Linked DNA regions of Mus musculus: all the other regions are linked to region 4. A link is a contact called in public promoter capture Hi-C data. All regions are on one chromosome and are shown on one strand. Each heading gives the region's core, a stretch centred on a gene start, on an enhancer-like site or on the middle of the called end of the contact. The rest is flanking DNA. Distances are from core to core; before and after follow the strand shown.

Region 1 (3,603 bases), core at 961-3,460, 920 kb before region 4:
CTGAAGCATGCTCCATATGAATGACCTTTGGTTGGCTAGTGCCCTTTTCACTATTACATATACATATATATTTTTTAAAAAGCCTAGACAATTCAACTTTAAAAAAAAGCCTTTATTCTATGTGTAATAGGTTGGCTCTTTGTATTTCAGGCAAACAGAACTTTGTATATGCATGTCCAAGGAAGCTGGTTATGTCACGGTTTGGCTAGGGAGAAAATGAAGAAGAAAAAAAAGGTCAGATCTTGCTATCTCCTGCTAGTTCACATCCACAATGTCTTAATTTCCTCTTTGTAGGTTCTACCACTTGTGGAGTCCATCACCTCTTAATAGCACTATGGGATGGGGGATCAGTGTTCACTGTGTGGACCTGTGGTGGACATTACAAAAACAACTTACAACATTTGGGAAAACCATATGGGGGAAAATAAACTAGACACCAAGACACATCCTATATCAGTCTTAAGTGTGGTGGCCAGAATAGAAGAACTCAGAGAAAATGTAAGTGTGCCAAAGATGACCAAGGGCTAGGGAGGCAATGAGTCATTGCTGTTTAATTGGGATGGAGTTTGCATTCTGTATGTTGAAAATGTTCTAGAACTGAACAGCAGTGATGATCACTTAACTCTTGACTGTTCTACTAAAAGTCATGACTGTGATAAGTTTTTTCTTATCTTTGCTTACCATAATTCATATAAATATCCACAATGGAACAAAAGATTAAGCAGCATGACGGCTGAAAATGTTTTTATGTACTCACGGCTCTTTTGGAATTCAACTATGTTATCTTCACCAGACCAGAGTGTGCAGTTTGTTCCTTTCTGGTGTTGAAATTTGAGTTGAGATTTTGTAAAAGCTCTATCAGTTTTGTCTTCAAGTATCATATTGGAACGGGTGAAGTTATCAAGTTTCACTCAATTTCCTCACCCAATACAGCTGACAAAAGTATGTACTTTAAAGTGAGACCTCCTGGGAAGGCATCTCAGTAGAGAGAATACCTGCTTTGCAAGTATAAGGACCAGAGTCCAGATCGCCACACCCTGTCTAAAACCCCAGACAAAGCAGCAAACACGTGTCACCGGAGAGATGACAGTTTGTGAAGTAGAGGCACTGGATCCCTGGAAACTTATTGTTACTTATTCGGCAAATTTCTAGGCCACCGAGAGACCTATCTCAAGTAAAAGGTGGACAGTGCCTAGGGAACCGAAGGCAATGTTGTCCTCTGACTGATATGCACATGGACACTTTTCTACGCATACACATGCATCGACACAAACACATCCACACACAAAGTAAAATTGTTCACGTGAGCCTTCATAGTCTGCAAATGTCCCCCGCTATTCTTTATGAGCTTTGGTCTGCCGTTTCTGGGTTTTGGCAGGGATTTGTGTGAAATAATTAGAAGACAGTAATAAGCAGTGAAGTCCATATACAAGCCGGGTGTGGGGCAGAGAAAGGGAACATCTTTAAGACACGCAAGAATCATATCCTGTCCTGCCTTGAACTGAGAAGAGTTTGTTTGGAGAGAGTGAGTGCAGAGGGTACATTTACAAGGCTGGTTTCAGAGTTAACATGATTATCAACACAGGTGATATAGCTCCTTGTGCAGCAGTCGGCTGTGCACTGACAGCCTGGTCCCCGGTTGAGCAAAGGTCTGGAACCCTGGTGACCAGATGGGTGGAGACTTCCACCTGCATGGGATGACAAATGTTCAGCCACGCCTCCTGGGTTCCTGTCTCCTGTGTGCTGTCTCACATAGCTACAGCCTCCTACAGCTCCCCACCCCACCCCCGCAGAGCAGCACCAAGCCCTCCCACATGCAAATAAGGTTTCCCCAAAGCTCTCATACCAAACCAACGAGAAGCATTTGTTTTCAGACCCTTACCCACACCAAAGCTGTATGTAAAAATCCTATCCGGAAGGATTAAAAGTGTAGGAGAACTACTCCATCGTCTGAGCCTTCTGTTCTGAGAGCTGTAACATTTTGGAAAAGGTCTGCTCTCCCCAAGTGCTGCCTAAAGCTCTGCTGCACTCCTCACTGCCTGGTCAGTCTGTTGTTGGCCCAGCCCTACTTGCAGGGCAGCAAGGAGAAATCTTTAAACCTAGAAGGCATGGCAGAGACAAGGTGGAGTCAACTGCAGCCGCAGAACTGGCAGAAGGGACTTCCCCTCCCTGCCTGCACTGCTTCCCCTCGCTGGAATTCTCACACCAGGCAGGGCCAGAGTTCTCCGTGCAAAGCCTCTGGTACACAGACCCACAGCTCCTCTCCAAGACTGTCTGGACATGAGGGGGGGGGGGGGAGGAGACTATTTGTCTCCCGCACTTTACCCTCATTTACATTTGATTTGTAGGGCTTGGCACGAGGAGTTAGTTCATATATCCTATAACATAAAATAAAGGTAGTAAAAGTTACCTTTATTTTTATTGTTCAAAAAATAAGTCTTGAAAATGCACAAGTTTTGCTTTGAATCAGAGCATGGTATTTCTGGATGATTAGTTTAATATATTCCATTAAGTTAAAATATTTTAATGAAGATTCATGGCAACCTACAAGGTTCTTTGAAACCATAGTTTTGAATCATTCACCTAAGGAACTTCCTATCCTACAGTTTGGTTTCCCAAAACATAAGCCTTATAAGTTGCTTTGAGTTGTTTACATTGTCATTTTATACAACCTTGCTTGTTTGCTTTTTGCTTGCCCATACCTGAGCTGAAAAATATATATCTTGCCATACTCCTTCACCAACGTCATATGATAAAATATTCTCCCATGCATAATAGCAGCTGGTTCTACAGGACACTTTTAAAATTAATAATTTTTGGATTAAAGTATAATTATATTATTTTCCTTTCCTCTTTCATCCTCTAACAACTCCCATCAACCTCTTTTCTCTCTCAAATCCATAGCTTCTTTTCCTTTAATTGTTTTTATATATTTTTATATTATATATTTATATATGTAATATAGGTTACAAATATGTTCTTATATGTATAAATATGTTTTTATATATGTTATAGGTAAAATTTACATCCATATTTATATATATAACGTAAATCCATATAAGTGAATTGTATTTATATCCAACTCAGTCCATATAATATTATTTGCATGCATGTGTAGGAGCTGTCATTTTAACTGGAAATAGGTCTAAACATGATTTTAGCCTTGAAAACTGTAAATGTTTTGTAGCTCATCCTCCATTCATGCTTGGACTTTATCTCTCTTGACCTTGTGCAGGTTGTCTGTGAACTGTGAATTCGTGTGTGCAATGGTGTTGTCAATAGATACAGTAATAAACTAACCTGTAAAGTCTTAACTCTTCAGTGATTAATGCCTCTCTAAACCCTCATCAGAGAAGCTCCCTTTTGATCCAGTAGATGGAGATTAATAAAGAGAAACCCACTACTATTAAACCTACAGTAAAGCAACCAACTCTAAATGACACATCAGTATCACTCAACCTCTCCCGAAGGCTCAGGGATCATTGCTGAAGAGGGGGAAGAAATTCTGTAAGACTGGGGATTAGGATCCCTGTAGTGAGGTGGTATTTGTTGCTTAGTTCTTTGTTTCTTTAGTGTGTCCTCTTTATTCTCTTCCCCTGCTCT
Region 2 (3,617 bases), core at 663-3,162, 700 kb before region 4:
TCTTCTTTTAGAGCTATAAGTGCCCAACAGACCAAGGGTTTGCCAAGCTGAATTCAGTAGCTGCAGTACTTAATATCTAATATTTACATGTTTTAAATATTATATATATAGACTTTCCATTCGTAGAAAAATGTAATCACTTCTACGCCCTATTAGTTAATTTGTGTGACTCCCATTAATGCTACCCTAATGAAACATGTACACCAGTAGAGTCTGAGTTGCATTCCGACTAAGTACAGTGAGCACAGAGATGTAAATATGATACTATCTGTTAGATTCCTAGAATAAGGTAATTGTCCAAGTACATCCTTTGTTTCTTTTGACCCCAAATTTTGAAGAAATGATGTTCCTTGCTTATTTTATAGAAATAAGCCATAAATTCAGGCCAACCATTCCACTACCTGTATTCTTTACAAAATAACTCATATTTAATGTATTACATTGTTTTATTTTTTAAATAGTCCTTGTCAATATTGTGTGTGCTCTACCCCAGCCTTGAACGGCTGGATCAGACCTTGTTTATCACAGTTGCTAGCTCACCTATGGTGGAGTCTTTCAACCTAGGTAAAGTCCTGCCACTTCTGCAGCTTCCTACAAGAAGCCACTACCTGCTGAACAGCTGAGCTTGTCTTCCTGATGAGGTCCTGGCAATGTGTGTGTGTGTGTGTGTGTGTGTGCATTTTGCCCAATTATATTCAGACCTTAGAATTAAAACATTGAGCCTTGATCAGAGAACTTTGTCTTGGCTCATTCTTTTTCTCGCTCTCCTTGCCATCCATCCCCAGCTTTCCTTTAAGGAACCCTGTAATCCTTGGCAGTGGAAGGCTACAATTGTGGCCAGAACCTTGGGTTGGTAGAAAGAGACCTAGAGTAAGAGACACAATAGCTTAAAGGCACTTTTATGTGAAGCTAATGGTGTAAATATTTGCTTTTGTTTAGAAAATTAATTTAGCTGCCAAGGAAAGATGTGAAGCTCATAGGACACATGGCCCTCAGTACAACCGAAGTGAGTGAATGAATGTCTGTCATATTCTTTTTTCTTTGTTTGTTTTGTTTTTGTTTTTGTTTTTCGAGACAGGGTTTCTCTGTATAGCCCTGGCTGACATGGGACTCACTTTGTAGACCAGGCTGGCCTTGAACTCAGAAATCGCCTTGCCCCCACCTTCACCCCGCGCCTCTGCCTGCCTCCCGAGTGCTGGGATTAAAGGTGTGCACCACCATTCCCGGCCATGTCTGTCATATTCTAATTTTGCTTTTCTTTGAGGACAGAATATCTATGGACCAGAAGTCTTGGGTCAAGTCCGTCTGCAGGAAAACTTTGGGCATGAGTTATCTATCAGAAGGATGCAAAGAAGACTTCTAAATTGAAGAAATCTCAAGTGAACAATAGGTGACACATCTCCAGGGCTAACAATTATTATGGTAATGAGTGAAAAGAACTATCAAACAAAGGAGGATCCTTGAATCTTAGAAAGATTTGACTCTCTTTCTCCTTATTTGCCTAGCCCTCCTCATTGGTAATGATAACTCCTTACTCTCAAAGGTCGAGAAGCTGATTTCCAGTTCCCTCTCACTTTTCTTGTTTTGGGCTAAAGAATAATATTCTTGTTTAGTTTGTTCTCTGTCTTGCTCAAAAGTCTGAAAGGAGGAAAGTACCCAGATCGGGCATGAAAATTGGCAACAGGATGGTAATCAGCTTTGCAATCAGTGTACATTAAAATCTGTGATCCACTATAATTATCAGAATATATTTTTGAGATATTTAGTCATTTTTCTCAAGTTCTGAACAGATGCTATATTTCAGTCTCAGGATTACTGTGAAAGATTAAAATAGTCTATGTGAATGCTGGCCACATCTCACCTAATTTCTGAAATTGTTTCAATACGTTCTTTGTAAAGTTTCAACCATATGCTGGAAGTTTCCCATTAGTTGTAAACTTGCTTTTCACTGTTTGGCGAGTAAGTAGTTAGAGCTCTTCATTTCCTCTTAAATCAAAGGAACACATTTCTAAATTCTTTCTTTTTACTTCCTTTCTGCCCTATCCTTCCTGGTCTTTGCCATTAAAAATAAAACAAAAACAAACCGCATCCATCAAGCAGACTGTGTTCCTGCTCCTTCACCCTTCACAGCTTTTTGAAAGGAGTGGGGATATTTTATTTTATTTTTACAGCCAACACTCTAGGTCAAGCCTAAAAATAATTTTGTGTAATTGAACTTTCACTCACCAAAAATATCTGTTTTCTTTAGAGAAGCATTTCTGTATTATTTCTTACACTAAAGACTCTATGACTTTACTCCTTGAACTCAGAAAGCAAGGAAAAGTGCATTGTAAAAATAGGAGAACCCAACACTGTTCTGATAAAATGTGAGCTTATTCTTAGTTGGATATAAAAAAATTAATTGTTATTATACTGAAGGAAAGAGACGCTTGGGTGATACACATTTAATTGGGTTAAGTTCATTTGCCTGGATGGCTCACCATTTCATATTCTTTACAAATTATTTATCTTCGTCTATGGTTTGTTACATTGTGGATTATATTTGCTCTAATTCAGAACCTGCTTCTCCAAGACGAAATATATCACAGCCTTTTAAAAAGACTTATTCACCATGAGATCAATGATAATTTTGCAAGCACAGAAAAACCTTGAACATTGACATGTGAAAAGGGATTGACTGAACCAAACATATGCTAAGTGAAAGATGTCTTTTCTCTTGATCCTTTAAGACTGTGTATGTACACTAATCATAAGCAGAAAAACAAATGATTAAAAGCTGATTTATGTAGACACATTGTTTTTATCTATGAATAAATTAATAAAGTCTTGATTAAGATCTGTGGTACATATCAATTACAGCAGGAAGTTAAAACACAAAGTCCCACTCTCAGTGACTCAACATGAAAAACATAATATAATGATGTATGCATGGTCTAACCCTCCAAAAGTAGAGGTCTATATGCGATTCAGAGATGCAAAAAGTCTCATTTTATGACAATGCTATTCAAGTTTGGGTTCCTGATGGCCACAGTATGGAGAGAGGAAGGGACGGAGAAGGCAGTGTCCACATTCATAAATGCAAACATTTCAGAACCTACATCTGTTTATACACCCTTAGTTACCTACAAAGAGACTCAGAAAGTTTAGTCATCCTGATCAAGTAGAAGTAAAATCCCAAGGAGGATAAACACTAGAAACATCTACAGTAATGAAGAAGGATTTATGTTGACTCAATTAAACACTTTGAATTACTAGACTTCTCAAATTGTGTGCTAGGTACTCTTTTTCCTCTTTTCCTCCTCCCTCCTTTCCCCTTCCCCACCCTTGCCCTCTTCCTCTCTTCCTTTCCCCTTCTCTGTTTCTTTTGCAGTTACTGTGATAAATTCCCTACTACACAAAATTTGACTGAGAAAGAGGTTGGTTCCTTCTGGTTCACAGATTGAAGGCACATTCCATTATTGGCAGCTCGAACTGGTCATATTGTATTCATAGTCAAGGACCAGCAACTGATGGCTGCATGCTCTGACCTCAATTTTTTCTTCTTTCATAGCCCCTGACCCAAGCCCAGAGACTGCTACCACCTTTAATGTGTGGGTCATTCTCCCTCAATTAAACTA
Region 3 (3,648 bases), core at 51-2,550, 850 kb before region 4:
ACAGAAGAAACAGAAATGCTATGAGTGTGGTCCAGGATGAGCCACATACTGAATACTAGGTCAGCTTTTGCTACAAAGTAAGACCCTATCACTTTAAACCAAAACCAAATCTCTTCTCCCTATATCTATACAGCCATTTTATAATGAAAATAACTTTAAGATATACTAGTTTTATTTTAATAATAAATAAAAATAATAAATAAACTATTATTGTGTTTTAAAATTGTCATCTCGAGCTGGAGAGATAGGTCAGCTTTTAAAAATGCTTGCTATTCTTCCAGAAGACCCAAGTTCAGTTCCCGGGACCCATGTTGGGGAATTCACAATTGCCTGTAACTCCAGCTCCAGGGGGCCTGACACTATGTGCTAGACTCCATGGACCTGCATAACATGGCACACACACACACACACACACACACACACAAACACACACACACACACACACAGAGAGAGAGAGAGAGAGAGAGAGAGAGAGAGAGAGAGAGAGAGAGAGAGAGAGAGAGACAGAGAGACAGAGAGAGAGAAACAAAAATAAAGCTTGAAAAAACTGCCATCATACCTAGATAATGACATTTTAGTATTGTTTTTACACATATTTAATATTCAATTTCATGTTTTTTTGGTTTTTAACTATCTACATTCCTATCTTATAACTGTATTAATATTGTACATTTGAAGACTATATTTGTGTGTAAAATGTACCCTGCATTGCCATGCAGATATTCTAGAATGTGACCATCTTTCTACTAGAATAAAATTTTAGCATGAGTATTACATACAGAGGTAATACATTTGATGGTTATTAATATTCTGAAGTTATCTCATTGTGATATATACTTACTGGAAGTACTTGGTTACCATATGGTTAATACAGGTTCTAAGCCCAGGGGTCTGTTTATTTCCGTAAAACTTCTGCAGTTACGTTATGCATTACTAAATGGTGGCCTAATATTACTCAGTACCTTTTGATAGTTAATTGACTCTCCTGGGTAAGCACCACACTCAGGATGTAGTTTATGTAGCTTAATTTCTCGGAAGGCAGCAGAGTGCTTATAAAGAGCTCTGAGCTCCCACAGTGAACTAGTGACATCATGAAAGTCAGCCAGGTGGTTTTGTTTAGTGTGCTTTTACTGGTTTGTTAGGCAGTCTGTGCAAGATCCACAGCTCATAGCCAGCATGCAAATCAGCTTTCACTTTCGAGTAGAATGTGGCAGCTGAAACTGAAGCAAGCTTCTGCTCACCTCTAGCAAGCACAGATTATCCCAAGCACATTCATTATTCAAGTGTTCCTAAAGCAACTTCACAAAGCTGGAGTCTAGCTCTCATGCAAATATCTTTCTCACTATGTGACAGCATTCTAGACTAATCAGTTTGCAAGTTTGTTATAAAGTTATTTTGTTATAAAGCTACTATTTCTGTAAGGCACGCGTGAGAATCTACGCTGAAGAGCAGAATAGAGTATTAGCATTCAAAGAAGCTTTAGATGACAGAGTTTTCTGGTAATTTTCTCTGAATGTTCTGTGTATGAACCTACATACTGGCAATATCGATGTCTTACTTTAAATGTCAGTCTTTTCCAATCAAAATTTTAATTTTTTAAATTTATTCTTCTTTCATACTTGAGTGCAGCTTTCCATCTGTCTGCTTTTCCCTGCCCCATGCCCCACCTCCTTCTCTCTTAGTTTCCCCACCCCAGTTGTCTACACCCAGAAAAGAGCAGGCCTCCTAGGGATGATTGAGAGTCAATCTACAGTATGGCAGATTCCACAAAGCACATTAAGATACAATAAGACCAGGCACAAACCTTCACATCAAAGCTGAACGAGGGAACCTAGTAGAACAAAAAGTCCCAAGAGGAGGCGAGAGAATCAGAGACACCTCACTCTCACTGTCACGTGTCAAAAGACACCATGCCACCAATCGTTACACGTATGCAGAGGGCCTAGCTCAGATCCATGCACAAAGCAGCTCCGTGACAGCCATAGCAGTCTCTATGAACCCCCATGGACCCCGCTTAGTTGATCCCGCAGGTTATGAACTCCCTGTGTCCTTGCCACTGCTGACTCTCACAATTCCTCCTCCTCCTCATTCACTTACTGGTTCCCTGAGCTCCAAGATAGAGATCTGCAACCTGTGCTCACTCTCCCATGAACCCTCAATGTTTGGCTGTAAGTCTCTGCATCTGCACCCATCAGCTGACAGAGGAAGCCTTTCTGATGAGGACATTAGACACCAATCCATAATTATAGCAGAACATCCTCATTAGGAATCATTTCATTTTTGTTGTGGATTGTTTTGTTTTTGTCAGTCATATTTGGATCTACCCTAAGTCTCTGATCCCAGCCTCCAGTTCCTGACAATGAAGGCTACGTGGGCCTCAAAGTAGATAAGTCATTGGTTGGCTACACTTAGAAGTTCTGTCCACCATTACCTCAGCACATCTTAAAGGAAGGTCAGATTGCAGGTGGAAGGGTTTGTGGGTAGGTTTTTGTCCCAGTGACACTGCTATAACCCTTGTCTGGGTACAGGAGAGGGACAGTACAGGCTCTGTATCCTCTATTATTAGTAGTCTTCTTTAGCATCGCCCTCATAGATTCCAGGGAGTTTCAACTGCACTATGTCTTCACATTATCTCCCAAATGCCCTCCAATTCCAGACCTGTTCCTCTATGTCCTCTTTTCAACAACCCACCACATGATTCCTCCTGGTCCACTCCCCACCCAGCAGCTCCCAGTCTTCTCACAGAATCCATTCTATTTTCTGTTCTTAGGGAGATCCGTGTGTCTCTCAGAGACATCCTTATTACTTAGACTCTCTGAGTCTGCAGATTATTTCATGGTTGTCATTTAATTGATCCAATTCAGTTTAAAATAGTTCGATTTAGAATTATTATTTTTGTGCAATAAGGTGGGATGATGTTGAGTGTGATGGAGGCATGCCTGTTGTCAGGATAATGGAAGTCACTGACGTATTATGAATGTATGGCTATTTAATATGCATTAGCAAATAGTGGAGCTTGAAATACTATCAAACTCATCAGCCCAGTCACAATGCAAATAATTCTTTTAAGGTAGGATGCTTTGCTAAAGGCACATGACATCAATTTCTAAAACAGTCCAGGGCTGGGACTGTAGTGCAGTGGCAGAGTATTTGCATAACCTGTGTGAAGTCCACAAAGATTAAAAATCAAAAGTCACACACAGCTGGCTGGTTCAGTGTTGAACATCCTGATTATTACGGCAGTAGTCACGATTCAACTAATATTGGATACGTACAAGGAAACATTTTTGCAAGCCTCATTTTTAGATCCTGGGAGGAAATTTTACACAAAATGTAATTCATAATTTAGTTCCGGGTAAAAATGGTGAACAATATAAACAACATGTGGTGCATTAAACCTCGGCAGCACAGAGAGATTAGCATGGTCTAGAAAACAGGACAAGTAGCTTCCTTTGCTTTATTTATTTAATGTTCAATGTCATTAATGGGTGTATGCAATTAATGGGTGGTTTCTGCTTTATATTACTGTATAAAGACACAAAGCATAGTAGTCCACTTCTTTGGATTATGATTCATAACTTGAAGCACAATATGAGAACTAATAAGGCTGTGAAATATGCCCATGTTGTCCTCAGCCTCTTTTTTGAA
Region 4 (3,430 bases), core at 238-2,737:
TTTTCTACTTCTATTGTGTTTAATGTTTCTAATAGACCTTAAAAACTGTTTGAGTGCGTGTTACTTTTAGCTTCAGAAGATATCATGTATATTTAAGAGGCATTTAACTATTATAAATTATTTTGATGATTTAAAAATGTAAATACTGAATTGTATATTTTAAAATAAATTTTATTAGTTTAATTAATGAAGACAGTTAAAAATAAATAAATATTTAAAAATGTGAAAGAGATACCAAATTGACAAATCCAAAACATAAAAATAAAATAAAATAAAATGTGTGGTCATGTTTTGATATAATTAAAAAAGGCATGCTGTTCTATTTAGTGAAGCTTTAAAACAAGGCAGCTGTGACTTAGCAATGGAAATAAGGATTGCTTCCTAGTTATTGCTGCCCTTGTGACACAGAAAGCTTTGTGGAGCTGAAAGACAGTGTCTGGGTGGAGGGAATGCCCCTCTCTCATGTTTAACAGGCCTATACATGAATTAGTGGAACATCTGCTCTTCTACATACAAGGCTGGACCATGCTCACTTGGGTTCAAATCTGCTAGGCTTCCCTTAAGAGTTATTATCAGGTGGGCATGGAGGCACGGGCATAATAATATTCCAGCAGTAGCTTGAGGAAAGCAGATGGGATTCCGAGATACAGTCTGACCTCAGCAAACAAAACTGCGTTTATTCGACAGAAGCAAGGGGCATCAATTTTCCCACAGAAAGGGAAATTGTATGAAGAGAGGGAATGAACTCCTGTGGGGTCTTAAAGGAATGGGTAGGGTGCTTAAGTTTAAAAGAAGTTGTTTCTTAACTATGGAAATGAAAGCTAGAGTAGTTTAGTACCAAAAGGCAAAAACTAACTGGCACTGCCATGCAAAATCACTGCTAAATCTCTTTTAAGATCTGTAAACTCCAGGTGATTGAATCTCTTAATGGCATGAATTTCAATTTCACCGTCTATAAAATTGAGAAGGATGTACAGTTGTCTAGACACACTGAGGGTCAGTGGCGACACTATGAAGGGACCCTGTTGTGCTCAATGTCAACTGTGCAACCAATGTTAGGAGCAGCATTCCTTGCACTATGTATGCTATACTACTGTAATGATTCTGACCACATGAAGCCTGAGTAGAAAGATCAGACTTCAGAAATTGGAATTATCATTCCGACATTAAGATAGAAGGCAGAAAGAGAAGATGATGAAACCACAGGAATCTCGTCCACTTTGGTTCAGGAAGGCCAACTGCTGTCCCACATCATGTAGTTAGTGCCACAAACCTCCTCTTGAGCCCTGCTCCTTTATTTTAGCTCCTTTTCTAACAGTCTCCCGCTGGGGTCCTGCGATGATGCCCTCCAAAGAGCCCTAAGGTCCCTTCTCCCTCCCTTATCCCCGTCCCCACCACCACCGTGCAGCGTCTCGTCCCTCTCGGTGGCGACCTCCGCCGCCCGCGGTCCCCGCAGTTGTCCGCGGCGCGCCACGGCGCACGCTCAGGGGCGGAGCAGGCGCGTCAAACTCGGCGGCGGCGGCGGTGGCGGCGGTGGCGCGGGCGGCGGCGGGACTCGCTGGTCGCAGCTGCCTCTGCGCCCGCCACCTGCGCCGCCGTCACCTCGGCGGAGGGCTGAGGGGCGCGTGCGGTAAGGCCTGGCGGCGAGCTCCCTGCGGCGCGGGCTTCGGGTCTGCGCACTGCGGCGGGGCCGAGCTGGGGCCCGAGGCGGGCTCGGTGCAAGACGCAGTGTCCGATGCCCGCGGGGGCCGGGGCCGGGGTTTGGGGACCAGAGGCGCCGAGGGCCCTGGGGTGCTGTGGGGAGGCTCACCTGGCCCTGCAGCGGCCGGCCGTTCTGGAAAGCCACAGAGCCTTGCGGACAAGGGTCGCGCGGGAGCCCGGCTGTAGCAGCTAGCATCGCTCCAGGAGGATAAGGGGCTGTGAGCCAAGTGGGGACAGACCTATTGCAGTACTGGGACTCTCATCCCAGAGTGGTAGAGGTGGCTGCGGGTGAAGGACCTAGTGACATGCCCTTTGGGCCTGCTTTGGGGGTGTATAGGATAAATATGGGGTGAACCTGAGAAGAGGGGGCGGGTAAATACAGGACACTGGTGCTCCAGATAACAGAGTGGGATGGGAATTGGGCGTTTAGGTCTCAGTTTGCAGAAAACAATTTTATGATCTGAAAACAAAGCACACAGAAGAGGGTTTTTTTGTTGTTGATGTTTTGTTTTGTTTTTTGTTGTTGTTTGTTTTTAGCTATTCTGCTGTTAGTAAATGCTTGAGGGTTTGCTGTATTGTTTATTGTACTTTGGCAAGGATATTCTCTTCTGGGCATAGGCAGTGATGTTAATTTGTAGGTAGGAACATTATCTGAAGCACACTTCCAGTTTTGTTTCTTTACTATTACTCAGAACTATCTTTTGAAGATGACTGGTACAAGAGTTCCCACACGAATGGGAAAACTAACAAGTCAACTTACTGCATGGCATTTTTAGGGTACAAAGTAGCATGCAAATTTAATGATATTTTACAAGCAGTGAGTTTAGAGTGTTTCATGCCAGTCTTCCTTTACCTTTCTGTTTGTTGCTTTCCTTTGAATTAAGTCCGTTAGTGATTTTTTTTTGAAAAAAAAAAAAAAGCATAGAAATCCATACAACCTACATTTTAAAATTTGACATCAAGTGTTCTAGCTAGAGTGAACCATTTTAACAGTGGGTTAAGTATCCTTACAGGTATGAACCTATTTTGAAATACTCTCCAACTTAATGCCAAATTTTAATTTCATATAATCCCAGATTTGGAAATTGTACAATCTCCAATTGTCTGTTACTAGAACCTGGTTTTCTCTATATCTTTACTTGAACTGAGTCTCACCATGACTATAAATAGGCTTTCCTGCTATATAAAGGACACTCAAACGTTCAGTGATGTAGGATTTGAGATACGATTGCCCGTTGGGTAGCCATCATGAGAAGCTCCTTAAAGGGAAGTCACAGGCTTATCACATGCTCCCTAAGTGTGAATACCTTCTTGTTTTCTCTCCTAGATTGAGCTGCTGAAACTTCCGTTTTCAAGATGAAGTTTTCGTTGGCAATCTCCTTTTTTATTTTAATGTCCTTGTTGTTTGAAGACGCTTGTGCTAAAGAAAAGTCTTCCAAGAAAGGGAAGGGGAAAAAGAAGCAGTACTTGTGCCCATCGTACGTTCCTCACATCGTATATCCTTCTGCAGAGCGATGTTGCTGCTTTTGTTAGAAAACCAGACCGGTTATAAAAATGCCCACCTACAGCACTGTTTGCATCCACTCATGCACCTACTGTGTCCTGTTTGCAAGATGTCAGAGTAGACAGATGTTTGAAATGTGATGGTGGCTTCCTGTTGGTAAAGGAAGCTTTGTAATACACCTTTCCATATCATTTACAAAAGCGAAACAAGTTATTATAGCTTTAT
Region 5 (3,387 bases), core at 445-2,944, 710 kb after region 4:
ATGCTTGCTATATATTAGATGACATTTTAAAATTGGGAGTATTTTTGTTTATTTCTTTAATAATTTTATTTTTCTTGAAAACTTCATATATGAGCATTGGTTCTACACCATTCCTTCTCTCTCTCCCTCTCAACTACTAATTCCTCCTATGATCCCTCTCCCAAATTTATGATCTCTTCTTTAATGATTATTATTGCATGTATATACATGTGTATATTTGTGCACATATATTTGCACACACACACATACACACACACACACACACACACATACACACATACACACACACACACACACACACACACACACACACACACCACACACACACACACATATATATATATATAGCCTACTGAATCCATCTAGGTTATTCATATATACATGTGTCTAGAGCTGACCACTTGGAATTGGACAACCTAAGTGGTAGCTCTTCTCCAGAAGAGACTGAGACTTTCTCACAGCAGGCACTGACCAACTGTAGTTCTTCATCTATGGGCAGGGAGATGCTGAATTTCCCTTCTTCTGGGTCCTGTTCAGGCAGCCATATTGTTATGAGTTCATAGACACAGCTTCTGTATCCTATATAGAAGACAATATCTTATATCATATATTCTGATACTTTGGTTCTTAACAATCTTTCCACCCCTTTTTTAATATTTTCCATGAGCATCAGATACAAAAGTTGCAAAATGTTTTTATTGCATACACACATCAAATTCTCATAATATTTATTTTAATTAGAGAGCATTGGTGTTGCCATTCAACAGAAAAGATGCCCCAAGCACAAAATGATAATCTACCCAAAATCTCAACCAAGTAATCTACCCAGGAAGAACTCTTGACTGCTTTCTTATGAACAAATCATATTATATAAGACATTTTATTTGCTTATATTAATACTAAATCTTAACCATAATTTAAAATACAAATTATACTATCTGAAGTATTTCCAAAGAAGAGTATAAGTTTTATGCAGTAACTGACAATATAAGCTTGAATTGCACTTAACTAAAGGAAAATAAAATGTCTTTTCTCAATAATGACTTTATCATGGTAGTGTACCAACTCCTACAATTAGTTAATAGTTTAAATCTTATGGTCATTTCTGCAGATTTGAAAACCTTATCTGAAGATGGTGAAATTCCTGAGGATTTATTCTGAATAGAAGTCTAAGATATAAATGCAAATATAAAAATTGCAACTAACAGATCTGCAGTGATTTGACTCTAATTAGAATTGCAAAATATTTCATTTCAGGGGCTTAAGGCTTTTCTCATCAGAAGTCTTCAGCCTCCCGAGCTTGAAGCCATGCCTCCTACTCGTTTATATGTTGCAGATGAATCATGAGCTCATCTCGGTTCAGTCTCGTGGGCAAAAATTATGTAAGTGTTTCAATATCACAAAATGTTCGTTCCACTCCGTGTTATTGAAAAGCTTGGGTTGTGAAGCAGCAGCTTCTTTCCTCTTACTTTGGCTCCAGATCTATGCAGGTAAATTTTTAATAAGTAGTTTCAAAAAGGATAGTGATTGACCTGATAAAGCATACCAGGGTAAATATAAGGGCAGTAAATATCTTCTAAATGTGATATAAGAATTCCCTTTTATATTAGAAGCAGGGGTGAAAGCTACTGTCACCATGCTATTGGTGTTTCCCTGGAGACCCTGAACAATGAACTGGGGCAAGCAAGAGTGTTTAGCAGAAGGCTAGCAATTGTCCCTTCCCTATTAATGCTGAAAACACTTAATAGTTGATATTAAGACATTCTTAAGTAAAGAACACCACAAATAGTAATTTGCTTAAGTAGTAGTGTGAGTTACTTTGTTATCTAGTGCTTTTCCCAGGCCAGTTCCTGGGGACCCTGCCAACACAGATGTCACAATAGGTTCTGACTCTCCTGCCTTCTGCAAGGACAAAATTCTACAGCCTCTTTCCAAACCCAGCTTACCCTTTCATTAGTAACTGTTCACAGAACTTTTATCCTCTGACTTCCCTGAGGACTTTAGGGTTACATTCACGTAGATTCAGGCCCAGTTCACTGATGAAATATGTCTAGCTTAACTTTAATATTTCTTATTCAAGAAGGACCTGAAAGTTTCCTTGCTTGCTTTGCTTTTAAATAAAAAAGATCATATAACTTTTAGGGGATTAAGAATATGGAACTAGACCTCAGGAAGGAAGCAATATTATTATGTCAATCAAGATTGGCACTGACAATTTATTATATTTTATATTAGTAAGTATTGTATATTTGCCCAAATCAAAATCAGTTTTGAAGGTAAGACTATTCCAATGGCATGGATAGCAAGTATCTGGAGAAGAAAAAGAAAAAAAAAAAAAAGAAAAAATCCTACCAGACTAATGAAAGTGTTATGCAAATTAGTAAGTAACAGAGCTGAGATATGTGCACAGGTCTCACAAAAAGCATCGTGCTCAGCTCCCTGGAGCAAAACACCTCCTAAAATGTTTAAGACATTTTAGGAAGAAAAATTGTTCTGTTATGGAAAGTACAATTCACCTAATACACTTGGTTGTTTTAGTAATTCCGCACTAATTTTCTCTGAGTTGCCTCAGGACAATCACAGTATTAAATAGAAGTTTCATTATTTGGTGGGTATGAGGAATTATCCTTCTGTGATCCACAACCATCTTTATGTCCTAAATTGTATTCTTTTGCTTATCAACTTTCTCCAAGCTCTGTGCTATGTATCATCCCCAATTCACTTACTTCATTCCCATCTTTGTTTCTCCACTTTCTTTGGAGGTTAGCCTTCTGTCTTTTTACTTTTCTTCTCCATTCTATACCTTCCTCTTTTTCTCTCTTCTCCTTTCAAATGTTAGCAGTGGAAACACAACAAATGCACCATGTATTAGTTGTAGAGTCCCTGCCTCTTCATTAAAAAAAAAAAAAACAAGAATAACAACAACAAATCCTTTGTTCTCTCCTCTTTATCTCATTGAAAAGGTGTGCTTTCCATCATATGTAAACAGATAAAAATGTTAAATTAATTTTTTATTATTATACACTCCATATTTTATTCCCCCTCACACACGTCCACCCTCCTACTGCTCCACATCCCATACCTCTTCCCCACACCCCTCTCTCCACATGGATGTCCCCATCACCCACCCCACCTGACCTCTAAACTCCCTGGGGCCTCTAGTCTCTTGAGGATTAGGTGCATCATCTCTGAATGAACACAGACCCAACAGTCCTCTACTGTATGTATGTTGGGGCCCTCCTATCAGCTGGTGTATGCTGTCTGTTTGGTGGTCCAGTGTTTGAGAGATCTTGGTGGTCCAGATTAATTGAGACTGCTGGTCCTCCTACAGGATTGCCATCCTCCTCAGTTTCTTTCAGTCTTTCCCTAATTCAACCACAGGGGTCA
Region 6 (3,269 bases), core at 562-3,061, 830 kb after region 4:
TAGTGTTAGTGTATTCCAAATTCTTTTGGGAGAAAAGTCTCCAGAGTAACTAACTACCCACCTGACACTTGGTTTAAATAGTTGTGTTTTACTGAACAGCTTTGACATTCTACCATTCTTCTTTTAGGGAATGGGTTATTTTATGAATTTAAAACAAACCTGGTAGCCTTGAAGAAGCGTCTTCCCCAGCTCTAAATTCCCTGGTCGCAGGAAAAGAGCATCGTTGTTCTTTCCCGACAAAGTCATGCTGCCACGCTTCTCAGCTAATGAGGAAATGATAGTGGAAGAGCTGTCTGTAGACAGGATAACTCGGGAACTGTTTTTCCTCTCAGACATTTCCTCTACTAAACAAGAGACAGCTGTTACATCACACTGAAGACTGGAAGTGAGGCCTGGAAATGATGGCTTATGTGTCTTTAAAAGTGGCCTGAGAGCAGTCTGAATGCTACGATAACCAAGACCTATGTTTACACACAGCAATGGCTTAGCTTTGCCCAAAAATTCAATCCCTGACTGAAACACATAAAGAACAGAGAAACTGTTTGCAGACAACTGAAACCGAGGCCTACATTTTACAAACATTGCGCTTCTGGGAATGTTTTCATATTGTTTACTTGCAAGGAAGAAAAACCTCAAAGCTAAATGTAGATATCACTGGAAAATAATAAAAAGCACTTCTGAAATTTTCATGAGTCAATAAAAAAACATAATTCCATTTAGAAAAAAATCAATTGACAGATATGTTTCAGAGGGTACAGCTACTATTTAAAGCAAGAGCCACCTATAGTCAAATTCCTTTCTAAAAGGACTTTCTCTCAGTCTTGAAACATTCACCAAAAACATTCCAGACACATTTTATCTCTGGTCCCCAACAGTGTCTTAATTTTTAAGTAATGATTGAATAAAACACACACGCAGTTTTTAGATACTGAAGATGGGAGCAAGCTATTTCCACTGAACAGTGGAGCCTTTTTAGCTCGTCTCTTGTTAAGCCCTAACAAGACGCCATCTTTACAATTCTCTCAAAAGCATGTTGTACTAAAAGCTGCATATCTTGATTCTAAATCTAAATTCAGAGACATCCGTTTCTGAATTTTTAAGATGCCATGCGACGTATATCAAAGCAGTCATTAAAATAGGTTATAACCTTAAAAAGAGGAGGGGGTCATTGTGACGTACTTCATCTTGTTTTATGTGGATTTAAATGAAATCACTTAAAAACAATGAGTTGCTATTGTCGACGCCCTCCCTGTAGAGGAAAATGTTAGGTCTTTAAATTACTTGTCTAGGGAAAAAAGAAAAAGGAAAAAAAACATTGTTTCAGTTGGCTGCGTCGGACGGAGACTTGGGAGAAAAAAAAAAATCCTCTGTAAAAACCAGAAGCAGAAGAAATAGACAGCAACGTCAAAATCTCAAACTGTAGCTGCAGCCAGCTATTTATACTTCCCAGACAGTTCTTGGAAAGATCTATTGTTAAGATTGAGCATTTCCGGGAAGAAGAGGGGGAAAATCCTTAGGTGAGCAACAAATGGTAGTCTTTCAGTCCCTGCCTTTCAGGTGCTGGGAAACATTCACTTTAAGTCTTGTCAGGGTACAGAAAAATGATCCTTCCTCTCTTCCTCTTGCTCTCGTGCTTGAATCTGAAAAGAAACTTGTCTTACACCCAACTGCACTCCCTTCGTTCCTAATTTCCTCCATGCCTTCCCTCTTCCCTTTCTCATTTTCAGCCCCAGGTTTCTTTTTAGAGGGGGAAGAACTTGCTAAAGATGGCGTTCTACCCAGTGCTGCCCTGCCCTCTAGTGGCGCAGAGCCTGTACTCCGTACTCTCTGTTTTTTTGTTTTTTTGTTTTTTTTTTCCCCTCTCACTAACCTCTCTGCCGTTCTTCAGCTTTTTAGCCTTCTTCTATTCCTTACACATCCCTTTAGCTTTTTCTCGTTTCTGTTATCCTCTCTCTCCTTCAGCATCCAACCTAAAGCTGTCTGTAAAAGAAGGACTTGCAAAATGTGTATACTTAAAATTCGAAATGATTCGAAAAGAAAAACTTGGTAACTAAATTCTCTCCTCAGATTTAATCGGCATGCTAAATCCACAAGCTAAATTGGACCAAGTCAGAGACTGATGTACTTGGTAAACCTTAGAGAATATTAGTCTCTCTCTAAGAAACTCCTATGCAAATTGACTATCTCCATAAAGTTGGAGCCACTTTGACTTAGCACCATGCAGGACTGGGATCTTACCTATTCAGGAGGCTGAGACAGGAGGGTCAAAAGTTCAAATACAACTGTGAGACAGAATGGAGGAGTGGGAGGGGGTGCGAGAGAGAGAGAGAGAGACAGAGGAGAGGAGAGACAGAGACAGAGACAGAGACAGAGACAGAGACAGAGACAGGCTGGACTTGGGACTCAGAGGCAGAGAACATACCTAGTATCCCCTTTCACCCCAGCACTAATAAGGGAATAAAACAGTTTCGATATGACTTCCAGCAACACCCAAAAGGCACGGCCAGTTGATTAGCAGCTGTCAAGTTTCTACTTAATCCCTTATTAGCAAATTTGATGGTGACTCCTTGTTCCCCTTTGGACACTGAAGGCCAAATTCCATAATGAAGAGAATATTAACAGACTGTCATGAGGCATGGTCATGTAACTTAATTACTGCTCTGAGTTTAAATATTATTTACCAAAACACCACACTGCTCTAAGTAAAGGACCACAAAACTAACATTTTGATAGTATTTGTGTCATTGGTACCTTATTAAAAGCACTGCCATTTCCAGCTCAGTGCGTCAATATGCTCTTAAAAGCAATATAGATCTCCACCTTCAGGCTTTTATTTTCAGCAGATAATAGAAAGAATGGGGGTGGGCAGCCATAAGCTATAAGAAGTTGTAAAGGTTACCTTCATTTCATAGTTGCACTGATCTAAACTCAGTGGACTTAACATTAAAAGGAGAACAAGGACCTTTTCACATTCAGAACTATGCTACCTGCTCCCAGAAACTTAGTCCCCCAGATATGTGAGCATTTCAGAAAGTTTCTTGCAACACAAGATAGACAGGAGTGATGGCACAGACCAGTGATCCTAGCTACTCAGGAGGCCAAGGCAGGCAGATCACAAGTTCAAGATCTGCTTCCTGCAGAGACAATTGAATTGAAGGCCAGCAATTTAGAGAGAGCCTATCTCAAAAGGTAAAAAGAGCAACAACCAAAAAATGAAACTAAAACAAAAGGAAAACCCAATCTAAAATGTCACCTTTTCATTACTTTTC
Region 7 (3,336 bases), core at 166-2,665, 870 kb before region 4:
TTGACTTCAGAGATTGTTTTCCCCCCTGTTTGGAAGTGATAACCCCTGAGAGCCTCTACCTAGTTTTAATCTTACTGACAGGTTATAAGCAATTTCCTATTAAGAATGTTTTTGTTGTGATCATTATTTTTATCATGACTATCATATTATTTCAATATTTTTGTATGGAATTCCTAATGTTTCTAATTGACAGAGCTGTTATTCTACCTCTACAGTGCAGTTTAAATTATAATAACATAAACAGATTATATCTATCTACCTGAAATGCCAAGTGAAATGTCTCATGAACTACAGGCACTTATCTCTTTTTTCACAAGGAATAAATATAGTCGTTCATAGGACAGATAATGACATAAGTTTGAGGTTGACAGAAAAAAGGAGAGTTTATTTGAGGCAGATGTTTGCTATGGAGAAAGTCGCTGGAGAGTCATCAAGGGAACGCTGAATTTCCGACTTACAAATTTGATAGGGCAAGATGACAAGGAAAAATACCATTTCAAAATGGAGGGACTAACTTTACAAATGTGTCAGCCAAGACCCCCTAGTGAGGATCGAGAGAGAACACTGCCAATTTCACTTCCAAACACAAAACAACTCTGTAAACGCCGCAAGATATCTACTTTGCCAATAGAGGGCGCAAGAGACACGCTGAAGAAAAAAAAGGGATTTTTTTTTTTTTTCTTTCTTTCTTCCTCTCTTTTATGCTTTTCCTCTGAGCAGTTTTGCTTTGGCGTTACCCTTCTGGCTTCTGCTGCATTATTCCGTACATGATGTGGGTGTGTGGTGAGAACATGTGGTGGCTTTTTTATCCAGCCACGTACCCAGTGGACGCGGTGACCTCATAGGCTCACATCAAGCCCTATGATCACCTTCAGAAAGTTGTACTTGAAGCGTACTGATACTGAATGCTCCAGGCTTAGAGTCGTTAGCAGCACCAGGACTTCCTCTGTGGCTTTGCTTAATGGGCTGAATGCCCGCACCCAGCAGGCTGGCTCATTTCCTTCCTGTCTGCTGAGTGTGGACCAGCTTCGACCCAGAAACCCCAGTAGCCCCTTCTGCCATCCCGGGAGCTGTAACCACTCCCTCCCAAACAAGCCTCAGGCCTAATGGAACAGGGGATTTTCCTGACCAAGTTTGCCCTTCCTGTGGGCAGCCCAACGTCCTTTAAATGCTATCACTACATCTTTAGAGTTATTCCTCATAGCTTATTGTCTCCGTAATATCGAGTTTCTCCAGTGAAATCTACTCTGCTCTATCTGTTTCCCAATGAGATCAAGGATGAGACAAGAATTCATAATTTAAAGAGCCTTTATTTGCTATACATCTCTGAATCGCAAGGAACTAAACCAGGGGCCTCATGTAGCTTACCATGTGATGTGATAGTTTGGGGACTAGGGAGAAGACATGTCACTACAGTCACTATGACCCATTAGAATAAAACTATGCGGACTGCGCCAGGAGAGGGCCTTCTGTTCACAGTTCTTTACTTGTTTGGCATTTCCTTGTACTCATAAACCTGTTGCTGACAATCATTTGATCAGTTTAATTATCTAGAAATTACTTAGTAAAGGGACTGAGAAAGTACATCCAGAGTTCTGAAAAACTGTATATCCAGAGAAGAGTTAGTAATGAGCTCAGAGCAGAGACCATTGGCTGGCCTTCCAGGGGAGGTTGCCCCGTTTCTAGTGTTTGCCAGTTTTGCTAATATAGCTTCTCTGGTGAAGCTTACTGTTGTTGGAAACGAACAGGCACAACGTTGAATACAGTGTTAAGACTGCATCCTTGTATAGAACTTTTGATGTGTGAATCCCACACACAGAAATAACTCGAAGAACAGATGGTAGCCAAAAAACACAATCACGCAAAACTTAACGTTTCCCATGAGTGATGCTTCTGATTCAAATATGTGTACCTATGAGTTTGTATAATTCGCTTTTTAATAACGTCTGTGTTTCCAGCGGACATTTCCTTCTTCCTTCCTTCCTTCCTTCCTTCCTTCCTTCCTTCCTTCCTTCCTTCCTTCCTCCCTCCCTCCCTCCCTCCCTCCCTCCCTCCCTCCTTCTTTCTTTCTTTCTTTCTTTCTTTCTTTCTTTCTTTCTTTCTTTCTTTGTTTCTTTTTCGAGACAGGGTTTCTCTGCGTAGCCCTGGCTGTCCTGGAACTCACTTTGTAGACCAGGCTGGCCTGGAACTCAGAAATCTGCCTGCCTCTGCCTCCTGAGTGCTGGGATTAAAGACGTGTGACACCATGCCCAGCAGTCCAGCTGACATTTCCAACCCAGAAGCTATAACTAATTGATAACCACTCATAATGAAAATTAGTTGTCTCCAAAGGTGTCTAATTGGGCATACAAACCACTTTTAAGGCCAGGCCAAATCCCATTGTAGTTTTGGAGGGTTTTTGTTATTGTTGTTGTTGTTTGGATTTGGTTTTGTTTCTCCATGTGTCTGAGCATTTTATTTTTCATTTTTCTTTCTTTCTTTTTCCCTTTCCTTGTAGGCATTTTGTTTATATAACTTGGTATCTGATTTTGTGTTTTTATGAGATTTCTGTGTTTGCCAGTGTGTTTGTCTCTACATCAATATATGTTTCTTTTGAGTTTTCTTTGTTCTTCTTGTGAATTTTTCTTGTGTTTGTTTTTGTTCAGGTTATTGTTGTTATTTTAATGCTAATTTATTTTCTATTGAGAGGGAGCAAGAAAGGATGTGGATGTGGGTAGGTAGGGATATAGGGAGGATCTGGGACTGTTTGGAGAAGGAAAACCATAATTAGGATATATTACATGAAAATAACAAAAATATTTTCAGTAGAAAGAAAAAATAAGACTCGAGCCCCGAGGTACCTTGCCAGCGGACTTGCCCAACACCCGCAAGGGCCCACACAGGATTCCCCATGGGATCCTAAGACCTCTGGTGAGTGGAACACAGCGCCTGCCCCAATCCAATCACGCGGAACCTGAGACCGCGGGAAATAGGGTGGCAGACTACCTGGGGCCTGACCTGGGGCACAAGCCCCTTCCACTCCACTCCAGCCCCGAGGTACCTTGCCAGCGGACTCGCCTGACACCCGCACGGGCCCACACAGGATTCCACACGGGATCATAAGACCTCTGGTGAGTGGAACACAGCGCCTGCCCCAATCCAATCACGCGGAACCTGAGACCGCTGGAAATAGGGAAGCAGACTACCTGAGCCTGACCTGGGGCACAAGCCCCTTCCGCTCCACTCCAGTCCCAGGGTACCTTGCCAGTGGAGTCGCCTGACACCCGCAAGGGCCCACACAGGATTCCACACGGGATCCTAAGACTACTAGTGAGTGGAACACAACTTCTGCCAGGA

What was found. Promoter capture Hi-C pulls out the DNA fragments that hold promoters and counts their contacts.
Region 1: a promoter capture Hi-C map of hippocampal neurons shows a contact between it and region 4, with 5 times the contacts expected there. The contact joins the enhancer-like site here to the promoter of Glrb in region 4. A contact is called at or near these places in 18 of 39 promoter capture datasets (the C10 cell line, the HPC-7 cell line, cranial neural crest and 10 more) and 3 of 9 other capture datasets (adipose tissue, liver and macrophages).
Region 2: a contact with region 4 is called in a promoter capture Hi-C map of second pharyngeal arch cranial neural crest, with 2.6 times the contacts expected there. The contact joins the enhancer-like site here to the promoter of Glrb in region 4. A contact is called at or near these places in 10 of 39 promoter capture datasets (the 3T3-L1 cell line, embryonic stem cells, hippocampal neurons and 4 more) and 2 of 9 other capture datasets (adipose tissue and liver).
Region 3: a promoter capture Hi-C map of second pharyngeal arch cranial neural crest shows a contact between it and region 4, with 4 times the contacts expected there. The contact joins the enhancer-like site here to the promoter of Glrb in region 4. A contact is called at or near these places in 19 of 39 promoter capture datasets (the 3T3-L1 cell line, 3T3-L1-derived adipocytes, the C10 cell line and 12 more), 1 of 484 Hi-C or Micro-C datasets (bone marrow-derived macrophages) and 3 of 9 other capture datasets (adipose tissue, liver and macrophages).
Region 5: a promoter capture Hi-C map of hippocampal neurons shows a contact between it and region 4, with 1.7 times the contacts expected there. The contact joins the enhancer-like site here to the promoter of Glrb in region 4. A contact is called at or near these places in 4 of 39 promoter capture datasets (cranial neural crest, embryonic stem cells, hippocampal neurons and 1 more) and 1 of 9 other capture datasets (adipose tissue).
Region 6: a promoter capture Hi-C map of hippocampal neurons shows a contact between it and region 4, with 6 times the contacts expected there. The contact joins the enhancer-like site here to the promoter of Glrb in region 4. A contact is called at or near these places in 15 of 39 promoter capture datasets (the 3T3-L1 cell line, cranial neural crest, embryonic stem cells and 7 more), 1 of 15 datasets of contacts at CTCF or cohesin (large pre-B cells), 3 of 484 Hi-C or Micro-C datasets (cerebral cortex, embryonic stem cells and neural progenitor cells), 1 of 115 datasets of contacts at active chromatin or transcription factors (stem cell-derived neural progenitor cells) and 1 of 9 other capture datasets (adipose tissue).
Region 7: a promoter capture Hi-C map of hippocampal neurons shows a contact between it and region 4, with 16 times the contacts expected there. The contact joins the enhancer-like site here to the promoter of Glrb in region 4. A contact is called at or near these places in 12 of 39 promoter capture datasets (the 3T3-L1 cell line, cranial neural crest, embryonic stem cells and 6 more), 4 of 484 Hi-C or Micro-C datasets (bone marrow-derived macrophages, cerebral cortex and cortical neurons), 3 of 115 datasets of contacts at active chromatin or transcription factors (embryonic limb bud, forebrain and large pre-B cells) and 2 of 9 other capture datasets (liver and macrophages).

Annotation. Positions count from the first base shown.
Region 1 is chr3:81,834,103-81,837,705 of GRCm38.p6, reverse strand. No RefSeq gene overlaps it. Among named protein-coding and RNA genes, the nearest start is that of A830029E22Rik, 34 kb to the right of the region's middle. Within about 2 kb of position 2,210, at least 56 of the 459 cell types and tissues checked have an H3K27ac peak or open chromatin away from gene starts, as enhancers often do. A contact at or near this core is called in embryonic stem cells, hippocampal neurons, neural stem cells and 1 more, where this site is marked.
Region 2 is chr3:81,612,461-81,616,077 of GRCm38.p6, reverse strand. No RefSeq gene overlaps it. Among named protein-coding and RNA genes, the nearest start is that of Gm52636, 15 kb to the left of the region's middle. Within about 2 kb of position 1,912, at least 1 of the 459 cell types and tissues checked has an H3K27ac peak or open chromatin away from gene starts, as enhancers often do. A contact at or near this core is called in second pharyngeal arch cranial neural crest, where this site is marked.
Region 3 is chr3:81,758,628-81,762,275 of GRCm38.p6, reverse strand. No RefSeq gene overlaps it. Among named protein-coding and RNA genes, the nearest start is that of A830029E22Rik, 42 kb to the left of the region's middle. Within about 2 kb of position 1,300, at least 49 of the 459 cell types and tissues checked have an H3K27ac peak or open chromatin away from gene starts, as enhancers often do. A contact at or near this core is called in second pharyngeal arch cranial neural crest, where this site is marked.
Region 4 is chr3:80,911,717-80,915,146 of GRCm38.p6, reverse strand. Glrb (glycine receptor, beta subunit) reads left to right here and starts at 1,487. Exons shown (of 10, transcript NM_010298.6): 1 at 1,487-1,630; 2 at 3,029-3,179. The coding sequence starts at 3,058.
Region 5 is chr3:80,203,503-80,206,889 of GRCm38.p6, reverse strand. No RefSeq gene overlaps it. Among named protein-coding and RNA genes, the nearest start is that of Gm36569, 320 kb to the right of the region's middle. Within about 2 kb of position 1,694, at least 20 of the 459 cell types and tissues checked have an H3K27ac peak or open chromatin away from gene starts, as enhancers often do. A contact at or near this core is called in hippocampal neurons, where this site is marked.
Region 6 is chr3:80,078,488-80,081,756 of GRCm38.p6, reverse strand. No RefSeq gene overlaps it. Among named protein-coding and RNA genes, the nearest start is that of Gm36569, 190 kb to the right of the region's middle. Within about 2 kb of position 1,811, at least 48 of the 459 cell types and tissues checked have an H3K27ac peak or open chromatin away from gene starts, as enhancers often do. A contact at or near this core is called in cerebral cortex and hippocampal neurons, where this site is marked.
Region 7 is chr3:81,780,725-81,784,060 of GRCm38.p6, reverse strand. No RefSeq gene overlaps it. Among named protein-coding and RNA genes, the nearest start is that of A830029E22Rik, 20 kb to the left of the region's middle. Within about 2 kb of position 1,415, at least 126 of the 459 cell types and tissues checked have an H3K27ac peak or open chromatin away from gene starts, as enhancers often do. A contact at or near this core is called in bone marrow-derived macrophages, cerebral cortex, cortical neurons and 4 more, where this site is marked.